2 separate regions of the Muntiacus reevesi genome follow, and region 2 is linked to region 1. The links are chromatin contacts, called in public Hi-C maps. All regions are on one chromosome and are shown on one strand. Each heading gives the region's core, a stretch centred on a gene start, on an enhancer-like site or on the middle of the called end of the contact. The rest is flanking DNA. Distances are from core to core; before and after follow the strand shown. Region 1 holds the start of COPS5 (COP9 signalosome subunit 5). Region 2 holds the start of VCPIP1 (valosin containing protein interacting protein 1).

Region 1 (5,495 bases), core at 1,450-3,949:
AATAATAGCGCCGACCTCACAGGGCTGTGGGAATCCAATTTTACTTGCAAAGCAAAGCACTGAGAAACAGCGCTGGGACACAACACTCAATAAACGTTAACCATTAACCCCGATTAAAGGAAAGGTGCTTCGGCAGGCACAGGCGAGCAGCGGAGAGCGGCTGATGGGGAGGGCAGGCACGAGAACCGAGGCGCAGCTGGTCTCCGGGTGCCGGCGCCGTGGGTGGCAGTCTCCTCGGGAAGCGTCAACGCGTTGTCAGGCAACCGGATCTCAACAGCACCCGGGGCGGCGGCGGCGGTAGCTGCGGCCCGGAGTCCAGACCGCGTAACCAAGGCACCGCCCCGGGCAGGTCTGGCGACGGCAAGACCCTCACTCACAGGGCAACCCGGGAACAGAGCACCGCCCCCAGCCACACTGCAGCGAGACCCCAGAATGGTCCGGGATCCCCGGGCCCGCAGCTGCTAGACTCCAACCCCAGCCCGGCGGCCACGAGACCCCAGTACGCAGGGAACCCCACCCCAACCCACGTAACCCCAGGACCTTGGCCAGCCTGGCCGCTGCGAGACCTCCGCCCCCAGCCGCGAACCCAGCCCCGGGACGCCCTCCAAGCCCGGCCACACCCCGACAGGCCCGCTCCCCACCGCGGCCGACGGACGCTTACTCAGGCAAGCGGGCTGGCGTCGGGGAACAGCACAGCGTCCTAGCGAGGCTCTACGCCGCGGTCCGAAGTGACGGCGGTCGCCCAGCGCGGGAGCGGTGTGACAAGCCGCCCGGGCTCCGCCTCTCGGGCCGAGCCCTCCGCCCGCCCTTCGCCAACGGCCGGGCGTGGCCCCTCCCCACTAAGGCCGCGGGGCAGAGGCGCGCGGCCCGGGGCGCCCCCTGCCGCCCCGGAGGCCGCATGGACGCCCGGCTGTCCGCAGAGCTCACCCGTATCTGGGCTGGGACTCTGCCAGAGGCTGTTCAACTGCGGGAGCTACTTTCCCAGGCTAAACTGATTCTGCCCACTTCAAACCTTCCAAGCCCCAGCTGGCCTCTGTTCAGAGCCTGGGGGCGGTGGGTGGGGGGAGCCTGGAGGGGGCAGACGGGGGACAAGGCAGGGTTGGTAGAGAAAAACTGTTGGCACACCTCTCCAGGCACTACTGCTCCCTCAGGAGTCTGGTCAACATTTTGTCTTTATTACTACAACATAGGCTTTATTACTAATTTCAAAATACTCAGTTCATCCGAATACTTAGTGGCCATATATCACCACTAGAAAAGAGATCTCTAGCTTCCCCGGCCAGTGGGGATAAGGGTTCTTTACCTGAAGTCACCTTGTATGAGGGTTTGAAAGATGTCAAAAAAAAAAAGAAAGAAAGAAAAGAAAGATAATGTCAAAACCGCAGGCGGGGCTGTGGATTCCTTAATTCCTATATATTTGTCTTAACTAAATGTCACACACCTTTCTAGGAATGAAGAATACAACTCAGAGCACAGTGCACCCGCTTACAGTGAAAAGAAAAACTTCCAAGTAAACAAATACATTATTTCAATGTGTAACAGTTACAGAAGCACCTACAGACATTTAGAGACGTCGTGAAAAGAAGATGACTGGAGAGAGAAAGAAGTTGAGAATGATTGCATGGTAGAGATCTTTGAGCTCTGTTTTTAAATATTAATATGAGCTCCCAGTTAGAAAAGTAAGGGGAAAGCACTCCAGGCAACGCTGACCACTTATGCAAAGTTTCAAGGTAACTAAAAGTTGAAGTTGCAGAGGTGAAACTCCTCCCCTCCACCCCTTTATTTTTCCTAGTAATATAAACAACTGTGCATTTATGGTAGGTATTAGGGATAAAACAAGGAATAGAGACCCGGTCCCTGTGTTTTGGAACTTAGAATCTAGTGTGGAATGGGGGATAGGAGAAGAAAGAAGAATACCTAAAACAAGGAAATAAATGAAATAATTAAACACTGTATTAGCTCTTAGATGACAACATGTCCCCCCTAAATTAATTTGGCTTAGGGGACAGAACTGGTTCCACAGTGGAATGTAGATTAAACCGTAAACTGTTTCAAGAAGTGGGTACTGGACACTTGCAAAACACTAATAGCTCGTATAGATGTTAATTTTTACAAACGCGCCAAATGGCACGATCATAGCCATTCACGAGTTTCCATGGCCACCTTGGGACGCTAGAGAACGCCCCTCTAGGAAAGTTTAGCGCCAAACCACTACAAGTCAAAGGGCTTTACGCATGTGCAATGATTCATCGGGAAGTAAACTAGGAGGCCATGTTACCATTCTCTCAAAAGCGGCATTCAGAACAACTTCTATGTCAACTTTCCCATAAACATTTTTTTTTCTGGCTTTCAACAATCTTAAAAGTACATACACCCACGTAAAAACAGTTCTCTGCCCCATTGCAGCTTTAAGTATCTACCCATTTTTAACATGGCGGACGCCGAGCCTGCGCAGGACGAACAAGGAAGGTCAATTCGTTTCTGGCATAACGTTACATGCCCTTCTTCCGGTGCAGAAGGCTATACCATTCCCTAGGTAATTACTGTTTTCGTCTTATTTCACACATATAATTTTCCAAGATAATAATTTCTCTTTCCAGTAATGAGACGACTCCTCTGCCTCTTAACTATTGTGTAACTGCTGTGTATATAGCCGCGTCCCCCAAGGACCCCCGCCATCCCGCGGATGGTCCGTACCAACTTCACCTCCGGTGCTGGGTGTCATGGCTGCCCCGAGAGCCTAGTGTGAGTTTGCACCTGTGGTGGGCTGGGTCCGGAGCCCACGCCCGAAAACCTAGCTAGGTAAAGTTGCGTCTCAATTGCGGAGGCGACACCTTATCCGATTCCTCGGCGATGGCGGCTTCCGGGAGTGGCATGGCCCAGAAAACGTGGGAGCTAGCCAACAACATGCAGGAAGCCCAGAGTATCGATGAAATCTACAAATACGACAAGAAACAGCAGCAAGAAATCCTGGCGGCGAAGCCCTGGACTAAGGAGTGAGGAGGTCCCTGGCGAAACGCAGGGGAGGGAAGGATGGCGGGATTTTAAGAGACCCAGGGGCAGTGGGAGTTGGGGTCAGAGAGCTTGTCTTTCCCTCTGCAGCAAGGAGAAAGAGGAATCGTCTAAGAAATTTTGTTTTACCTTTTTATCCCCGCAAATAAAGCGTAAGACCCTCCACTGGGGCTTGCTTGATTCCCCCTTTCTGTCTCGTTTGCCTTGGGAGAATGGAAGAGGAAAACGACAAGCGGTAGTTTGGGCTTTCACTTCTCGGCCCCCGTATTGTTACAGACACTCCACACTCTGCCTTGTACACTTTGTTGGGATCTTCAGCTGATTTCAGACTGGGACTACAGCTATCTTCAGATATTGAGTCAATCCACGGGTCTCTAAAATAATTATGAGCCAGCTTCTTAGTCTATAATCCTTCAGATCTATAATTGCTTTTTGATTGCTGGTAATTATTCCAGAAACAACAAAGAGGATCTCCTCAGTCTCCCACAATGTTTCCTCCACCGTTTTTTACAGAAGCTGTAAATTATATCAATAGAACTTCGGGGTTTTTGCCCTTTAGCAAAACTCGTGTGCCCCTGGGAGTGATGACGGGTCGAGGTTTCTTTACAGCGGTATTTATCCTTTCGTGACAGCAGATATTGTATGAAAGAGTAAAAAGATCACACAGTCTCTCTAATGGATAGACAGGAAAGCGGTGGTCAGCAACAAAAACCATATTTCATCTGTCTCACAGTTTTTTACAAGGCAAGCTTTAACTGTGGGTATTCAGATTCAGCAGTGTTTACTGAGTACTTACTACAGGCTGAGTTTTGAGCTAGGAATTTCCATATGTCATTAAATCTTTATGACAACACAGTACTGTATTTGTATTCCTTTTCTGCGTATATAAAAACAAGCAAATACAGTAAATAACTTACTTCGTAATTACACAGAGGCAATGAATTCTTAAGTGAACAATAGTTAAGACCTAAAATCAAATCTCACAACTCTAATTAGTTGAAATTTACTTATCTTTTTTTTAATCTTTAAAAGAGAAAAAAGACCTATCTGTTGGTGATGTTATAAAGATTAGATGAGGTCATGTATAAAAAAGGGTCTAGAATGTATGTAATAGAAGCACAAAAATGGACTGTCTTTTTTTCCCAGTTGATAGAGGAGTGAAGATTTTAATTCATGTCTTTACTCCCAAGGACAGGTCTCTATATTTTTCAGCTGTGATTGAAATCTGTGGGCAGACATCTTAAAAAGACTTTTCAAAAACACTGACACTCTTTACAGACTGGTTATTTTGCCTGGTTGCCTGCTATTTCTATAGCAGGCTGCATGCTTAGATTGATATAGCCTATTGAATATTTTAAATGATCAGCCTCACGGTGTGATTGTATCTCCAGTGACAGTCATCCTCGCTGTCTTCCACTACATCAATGAGACTGAGGTGTAATTTTATTCAACAGTAGTCTAGTCACATACACAGATGACAAACTGAAATACTGATCACGGTAAGACTAAAGAGTTTAAGGCCACATTTTCCATTTTTAGACTGATACCACGAGAGAAGCTATAACCCTCAACACATTGTTCTTCGGAGTACTATAAAAGATAGGCATTTGCAGCTAGCACTTAAAAAGTTTTGTATGTGTCAGGCACTAAGCCAAGCACTTTATGTATATTATTTTATTCATTTCCTCCAAACAACAGCTCTATGAAAACAGGCACAGACATTAAGTGGCTATCTCAAGGTTACAGCCAGGATATGGCAGTAAAAGAGTTCAAACCTAGGTATATGGATGTCAGAGCCCACATTCTTAATTGGTAGGCCTCGAAGGTTAAGTCGGAGAATAATGAGGCAAAACTGACCACCTAGGGTCAGAAACCTAGATTTGGTGATTCCAAAATTAATAAAGGAAAAGTCTATTGAAATGGTCATGTAATTCCCTTCTGTCTACTCGACTAGCATATTTTAAAATTATTTCATACTTTTCCCTTCCCCCAATGGGAAGTAATTTGCAGGATTATGTTTATCATTTCCATCCCCCTTCAGGAACTCTGTCCTTTTATACTTTGTTTTTCTTTCCCTCATTCTATATATACGCTTTCTCCCCATTCCATCAGTGTAAATTGCCTCAACACTTGTTAATCCCTACAAAAACTGTACAAAAACTGTCTTACAGTTATACTTAGGAAAGTTAATTACACCATGCCTTTCTTTTGTAGTCACCATTACTTTAAGTACTGCAAAATCTCAGCATTGGCTCTACTGAAAATGGTGATGCATGCCAGATCAGGAGGCAACCTGGAAGTGATGGGCTTGATGCTGGGAAAGGTGGACGGTGAGACCATGATCATCATGGACAGCTTTGCTTTGCCTGTCGAGGGCACTGAAACCCGAGTAAATGCTCAGGCCGCCGCGTATGAGTACATGGCTGCATACATAGAAAATGCTAAACAGGTAAAGATGCTGTGCCCTGACATTTGGTGACTGC
Region 2 (5,495 bases), core at 1,814-4,313, 300 kb after region 1:
CAGGTTATTACACAACTATCATGGCATTAGGGGAAATGGGAGGACACATGTGTATTGCCTGCCTATAAGAAGGTTAGATGCTTTCTGCACTCTTATGATATTATGTTTTGTCCTAACAATCTTCTTCTTACTTTATAGGTATCCATGCCTAAGTGCCTGTAAAGAATTCACATATTGGATTTGGCCTGGTTAATATCATTTAATACACAACATATAATAATTTTAATATATTATTTATGCTAGTTTTCTTACCTTCTGAACTTTGCATCTATAGATTCATTAAATAAATGACTTTCAGGTTAAAAGATCGGTTAAAAGTTCTCATTTTAGAATTGCTTGAAAATTTACCTCCTCTCCCTCCCATTAATTATGCTTTAATCCAGGGTATTTCTATTTTTTTCTTTCAAAATTATAACCCTTAAAAGTAGGACAACTATGGTAACAAGTGGGTTTAGATATCAAATTTAGCTTTGGAAGTTTGTTTCTAACTAATCTAGGTTCCATATGGATAAAGAAACACTGGACCAGTCAAATGGATTATGATTGACAAGCTAGTCTTCAGTAAGGAAGAAGTAGTTATTTTGTGAAGGTACAATTTAGAATGAAATATTCAGATGCAATTTTTAAAAATTTCATTTCACTGTTCATATCTATCATCAACAAGGAAAACGTGACTTGGTGATGCTGACATGAAAGTACATGACAATGTTAGAACTGCACACTGGCATTATCTTTCTTGTTCACCTAGGCTTTCATCACGTTGTTGCTCTTTAGTTGCTAAACCATGTCTGACTCCTTGTGACCCCATGAACTGCAGCAGGCCAGGCTTCCCTGTCCTCCACTATCTCCTGAAGTTTGCTCAAACTTACGTCCATTGAGTCAGTGATGATATCCAACCATCTCATCCTCTGTTGTCCCCTTTTCCTCTTGCCCTCAATCCTTCTCGGCATCTGGGTCTTTTCTAATGAGCTGGCTCTTTGCATCAGGTGGCCAAAGTATTGGAGCTTCAGCATTGGTCATAAGAAAAATATAATTTCACCACAGGTATAACTTCTCTGTCGTGGTAGAAAATAATTTCAATTTAAAAGGCATATCTAATTTCTCAACTTAGAACTAAAAATCAGTTCCAAGACCTTTTGTGTAGTGTACCACCAAACTACTGTTAAAATAGAAACAAACACAGTTTCCTGCATGAATCAATTCTTTAAGAAAAACTTTATTGAAGATTATTCCCTTCAAGTTAAGTGACTATCTCTATTATACAAAGATACCATTATTTTTGCACAGGCCAGGTAGAATTGAGCAAGAAAATAATTAACATTTAAAGGATTTCTAAAACGCATTTCTTTAGAAGAAAATTGTAGATAATAATTAGTGAAAGTCAGTACTAATACTTTTTAGGAATGTCTAGTTTATAGACAATTCATTTCAAAGCATCAAATTTTATTTATTCCAAAAAACCTAATCAGGTAAAAATAGCCTTGGCAGCTAAGGAAAACTCCAGTGGGGTCATGGACTATCCTGATGTATCTATTTTGTGTCAAATGTTTCAGAAGTTTTGAGGTGGTGCACTTATCTAAGGTTTCAGAAAGCAAGAGTTTCCAGAATGATAAGGGAAAGGGGCCGACTGTACAGTATTCAAAAAAACACTAGCTTTCAATTAATATATGAAAGTGTTTTGCATGAGGAGACAAGTTTCCTAGCACACAGTAAACATCCTTACAGCCCCTTGAGTCACTAAGAGGAAATCCTGAGGCCTAACAAAAGGTCTGGGCTTAAAATTTTCTTTTTTCTCTGATAAGAAGTGGTATAAAAGCACTCTCTGGGTCTGAGAGATCCTGGTGAATGGACTTTGGACAAGTAACTTAATTCCTTCTAGTCTGTTTCTGTAAATGGAGTCAACAATACCTGGTAGAGGTGTTACAGGAGTGTGGGTGGGATGATCTGTGTGATCATGTTATGTAAACCATAAAGCCATAGTGACTAAAAGTTAGTTACTGTTTTGTACAAGACTAGTCTAACCTTTCCTGCCTATGTCCCTTGTCTGTAAAATGGGTACAGACCAAGGTCTGAGAGCTCCTGAACTTGAGCAAGTCATTTCCCTTCAGGAAGTGTTTCCTAGCAAGGTTATTATAACATTATGAAAATCAAATGTTATCGTGTATGTAAATGCTACGACAAACATATACCAAGAACGTAATAAATGATAGCTGTTATTACTCTCTGAGGGTAAGCAGCAAACAAAACTACTTAAAAGACTTTGGATATGTACTTAAATTCTGTACACATCAAAGGTATTTTTATTTGCACTGTAAACTGCAAAGACGTACATGGAACGAGGAAACAAATGGCGCCTGTGATTCTCAATGGGGGGGAGGGAAGGCAGAAAGGGGGACTCAAGAGCCTCAGCGGCTTGTCATAGAGGCGGGAATGAGAAGAAAGGAGTGTGACAGAAAAAAAATTAAGTAACACTCCGAGAATCAATTCACTATTCTCCCCCCTTTCTCTTATGACCTCCAGCCTTCTTTAGAACATTTCACTCAACTTCCCAGCCCGCCATGTCGCTGGACATTTATTTACTGTACCTTCTTCACTGAGAGCCTTTCATTCCCCTCCCCTTCTAAGAGTCGTGAACTTCAGACCCTCTGCTTCCGACACCCATTCCCTTTAACTCTGTTTTTAACCAAGCTTCCCTGCATCCTTCCCTCCGCCTAAGGGGGAAGTGAGCTTGGTCGCACCGCAGGGCATCCTAGGAAATGTGGTCTCTCACACTCATTTTGCTTGGGCCTTAGGATGGGGACGACGACAAAAGAGATTGAGCTAGAACTACAACTCCCGGAAGGCAACATGAGTGAGTCTCTTCCTGTCTGCCCCCATGCCTATCGTTTTCCTCTTCCTCCTCTCTGAGGGCACCGAACCGCTTTGCCTCACGGTACTTGTAGTTCTTTGTAGACCCAAGCTCCTAGTATTTGATGGCGAGGAGAGAGGCTGAAAGACTCTAATTCCCAGAGGGCAGAGCGAAAGCTGCGCCTGCGCAGTCTCAGGGAGGGCGTGTATGTCTGTGTGTCTGAGGGAGAGCGAGCGAGAGTGAGTGAGTGTGAGTGCGGGGTAGGGTGGTGGCCGTTACGTTCGGGGCAACGGCTACGGCAGTGGAGAAGTAAGAAGAGAAACAACGTCCGGCGCTTCCGCCTTCGCTTAGGAGGAGGAGGAGCTGGTAGGGAAAGGAAAGTGATTCGCCCTGGGCCTGGACGAGACCGAGTCGGGCCGGCGGGGGTCTGGGCTATGAGCCTTTGAGGGTCGCTTGGGACGCGGAGCGAGACTCGAGAGCCGAGAGCTATGTCTCAGCCGCCGCCGCCGCCTCCGCTGCCGCCGCCGCCGCCTCCCCCAGAGGCTCCGCAGACTCCGCCGTCCCTGGCGGCGGCGGCGGCGGCTACTCCGGGGGGGCTCTCGAAGCGGAGAGACCGGAGAATCCTCTCCGGGAGCTGCCCGGATCCGAAGTGCCAGGCGCGTCTGTTCTTCCCGGCCTCCGGTTCCGTCAGCATCGAGTGTACCGAGTGCGGACAGCGGCACGAGCAGCAACAGCTGCTGGGGGTGGAGGAGGTGACCGACCCGGACGTAGTGCTTCACAACCTGCTGCGGAACGCGCTGCTCGGGGTGACAGGGGCACCCAAGAAGAACACGGAACTGGTAAAGGTGATGGGCCTTTCAAACTACCACTGCAAACTACTGTCGCCCATATTAGCGCGCTACGGAATGGACAAACAGACTGGCCGGGCTAAGCTGCTCCGGGACATGAACCAGGGCGAGTTGTTCGATTGCGCTTTGCTGGGTGACCGCGCCTTCCTCATCGAACCGGAGCATGTCAACACGGTGGGCTACGGCAAGGACCGCTCCGGAAGCCTCCTGTATTTGCATGACACCCTCGAGGACATAAAGCGGGCCAATAAAAGTCAGGAATGCCTCATTCCCGTGCATGTGGACGGGGACGGGCACTGCCTGGTGCATGCTGTGTCCCGGGCCCTAGTGGGCCGGGAGCTCTTCTGGCATGCCTTGAGAGAGAATCTTAAACAGCACTTCCAGCAGCACCTGGCCCGGTATCAAGCGCTGTTCCATGACTTCATTGATGCCGCTGAGTGGGAGGACATTATCAACGAGTGTGACCCTCTGTTTGTACCGCCTGAGGGGGTTCCCTTGGGCCTGCGGAACATCCACATATTTGGCCTCGCCAATGTGCTTCATCGCCCTATTATTTTGTTAGATTCGCTCAGTGGCATGAGAAGCTCTGGTGATTATTCAGCCACCTTTCTGCCAGGGCTCATCCCTGCAGAGAAGTGCACCGGCAGAGATGGTCATTTGAACAAACCAATCTGTATCGCTTGGAGTAGCTCTGGTAGAAACCATTATATCCCCTTGGTAGGCATAAAAGGGGCTGCCTTGCCCAAACTGCCTATGAATTTGCTTCCTAAAGCATGGGGTGTGCCTCAGGACCTCATTAAGAAGTACATCAAACTTGAGGAGGATGGTGGTTGTGTTATTGGAGGAGACAGAAGTTTGCAGGATAAATACTTACTTCGGCTTGTTGCTGCTATGGAAGAAGTCTTTATGGACAAGCACGGTATCCATCCTAGTTTGGTGGCTGATGTCCATCAGTATTTCTACAGGAGGACCGGTGTGATAGGAGTTCAGCCTGAAGAAGTCACAGCAGCTGCTAAAAAAGCAGTAATGGATAATCGCCTTCACAAATGTTTGCTCTGTGGTGCCCTTTCTGAACTTCATGTTCCTCCAGAGTGGTTGGCTCCGGGAGGGAAACTGTATAACTTGGCAAAAAGTACTCATGGACAGCTGAGGCCTGACAAAAATTATAGCTTTCCCTTGAACAATTTGGTTTGCTCATATGATTCAATGAAAGATGTCCTGATACCAGACTATGGCTTGAGTAACCTGACAGCTTGTAATTGGTGCCATGGCACATCTGTGCGAAGAGTCAGAGGAGATGGATCTATTGTGTATTTGGATGGGGACAGAACTAATTCCAGGTCCACTGGTGGCAAATGTGGTTGTGGCTTCAAACATTTTTGGGATGGGAAAGAGTATGACAATCTACCAGAAGCTTTTCCTATTACTTTGGAATGGGGTGGAAGAGTGGTCAGAGAAACAGTGTATTGGTTCCAGTATGAAAGTGATGCATCTTTGAATAGCAATGTGTATGATGTTGCGATGAAACTTGTTACCAAGCACTTTCCAGGTGAATTTGGGAGTGAAATCTTAGTTCAGAAAGTTGTCCACACTATATTACATCAGACTGCCAAAAAGAATCCTGACGATTATACTCCTGTAAATATAGATGGTGCTCATGCCCAAAGATTTGGAGATGTACAAGGACAAGAGTCGGAGTCCCCGCTCCCAACTAAAATTATTCTTACTGGACAGAAAGCGAAAACTTTGCACAAGGAGGAGTTAAACATGAGTAAAACTGAAAGAACTATTCAACAGAA

Evidence for each region. Hi-C and Micro-C count contacts between places; a contact is called where the count stands out from the background.
Region 2: a contact with region 1 is called in a Hi-C map of muscle, with 3 times the contacts expected there. The contact joins the promoter of VCPIP1 here to the promoter of COPS5 in region 1. A contact is called at or near these places in 2 of 3 Hi-C or Micro-C datasets (blood and muscle).

What each region holds. Positions count from the first base shown.
Region 1 is chr12:47,712,387-47,717,881 of mMunRee1.1, forward strand. COPS5 (COP9 signalosome subunit 5) reads left to right here and starts at 2,700. Exons shown (of 8, transcript XM_065903202.1): 1 at 2,700-2,996; 2 at 5,227-5,461. The coding sequence starts at 2,854. CSPP1 (centrosome and spindle pole associated protein 1) reads right to left here and starts at 799. Exons shown (of 26, transcript XM_065903500.1): 1 at 662-799.
Region 2 is chr12:48,012,923-48,018,417 of mMunRee1.1, forward strand. VCPIP1 (valosin containing protein interacting protein 1) reads left to right here and starts at 3,064. Exons shown (of 3, transcript XM_065902577.1): 1 at 3,064-5,495. The coding sequence starts at 3,337. It overlaps LOC136145216 (a long non-coding RNA gene), which reads right to left and starts at 2,664. Exons shown (of 3, transcript XR_010658719.1): 1 at 2,586-2,664; 2 at 870-1,055.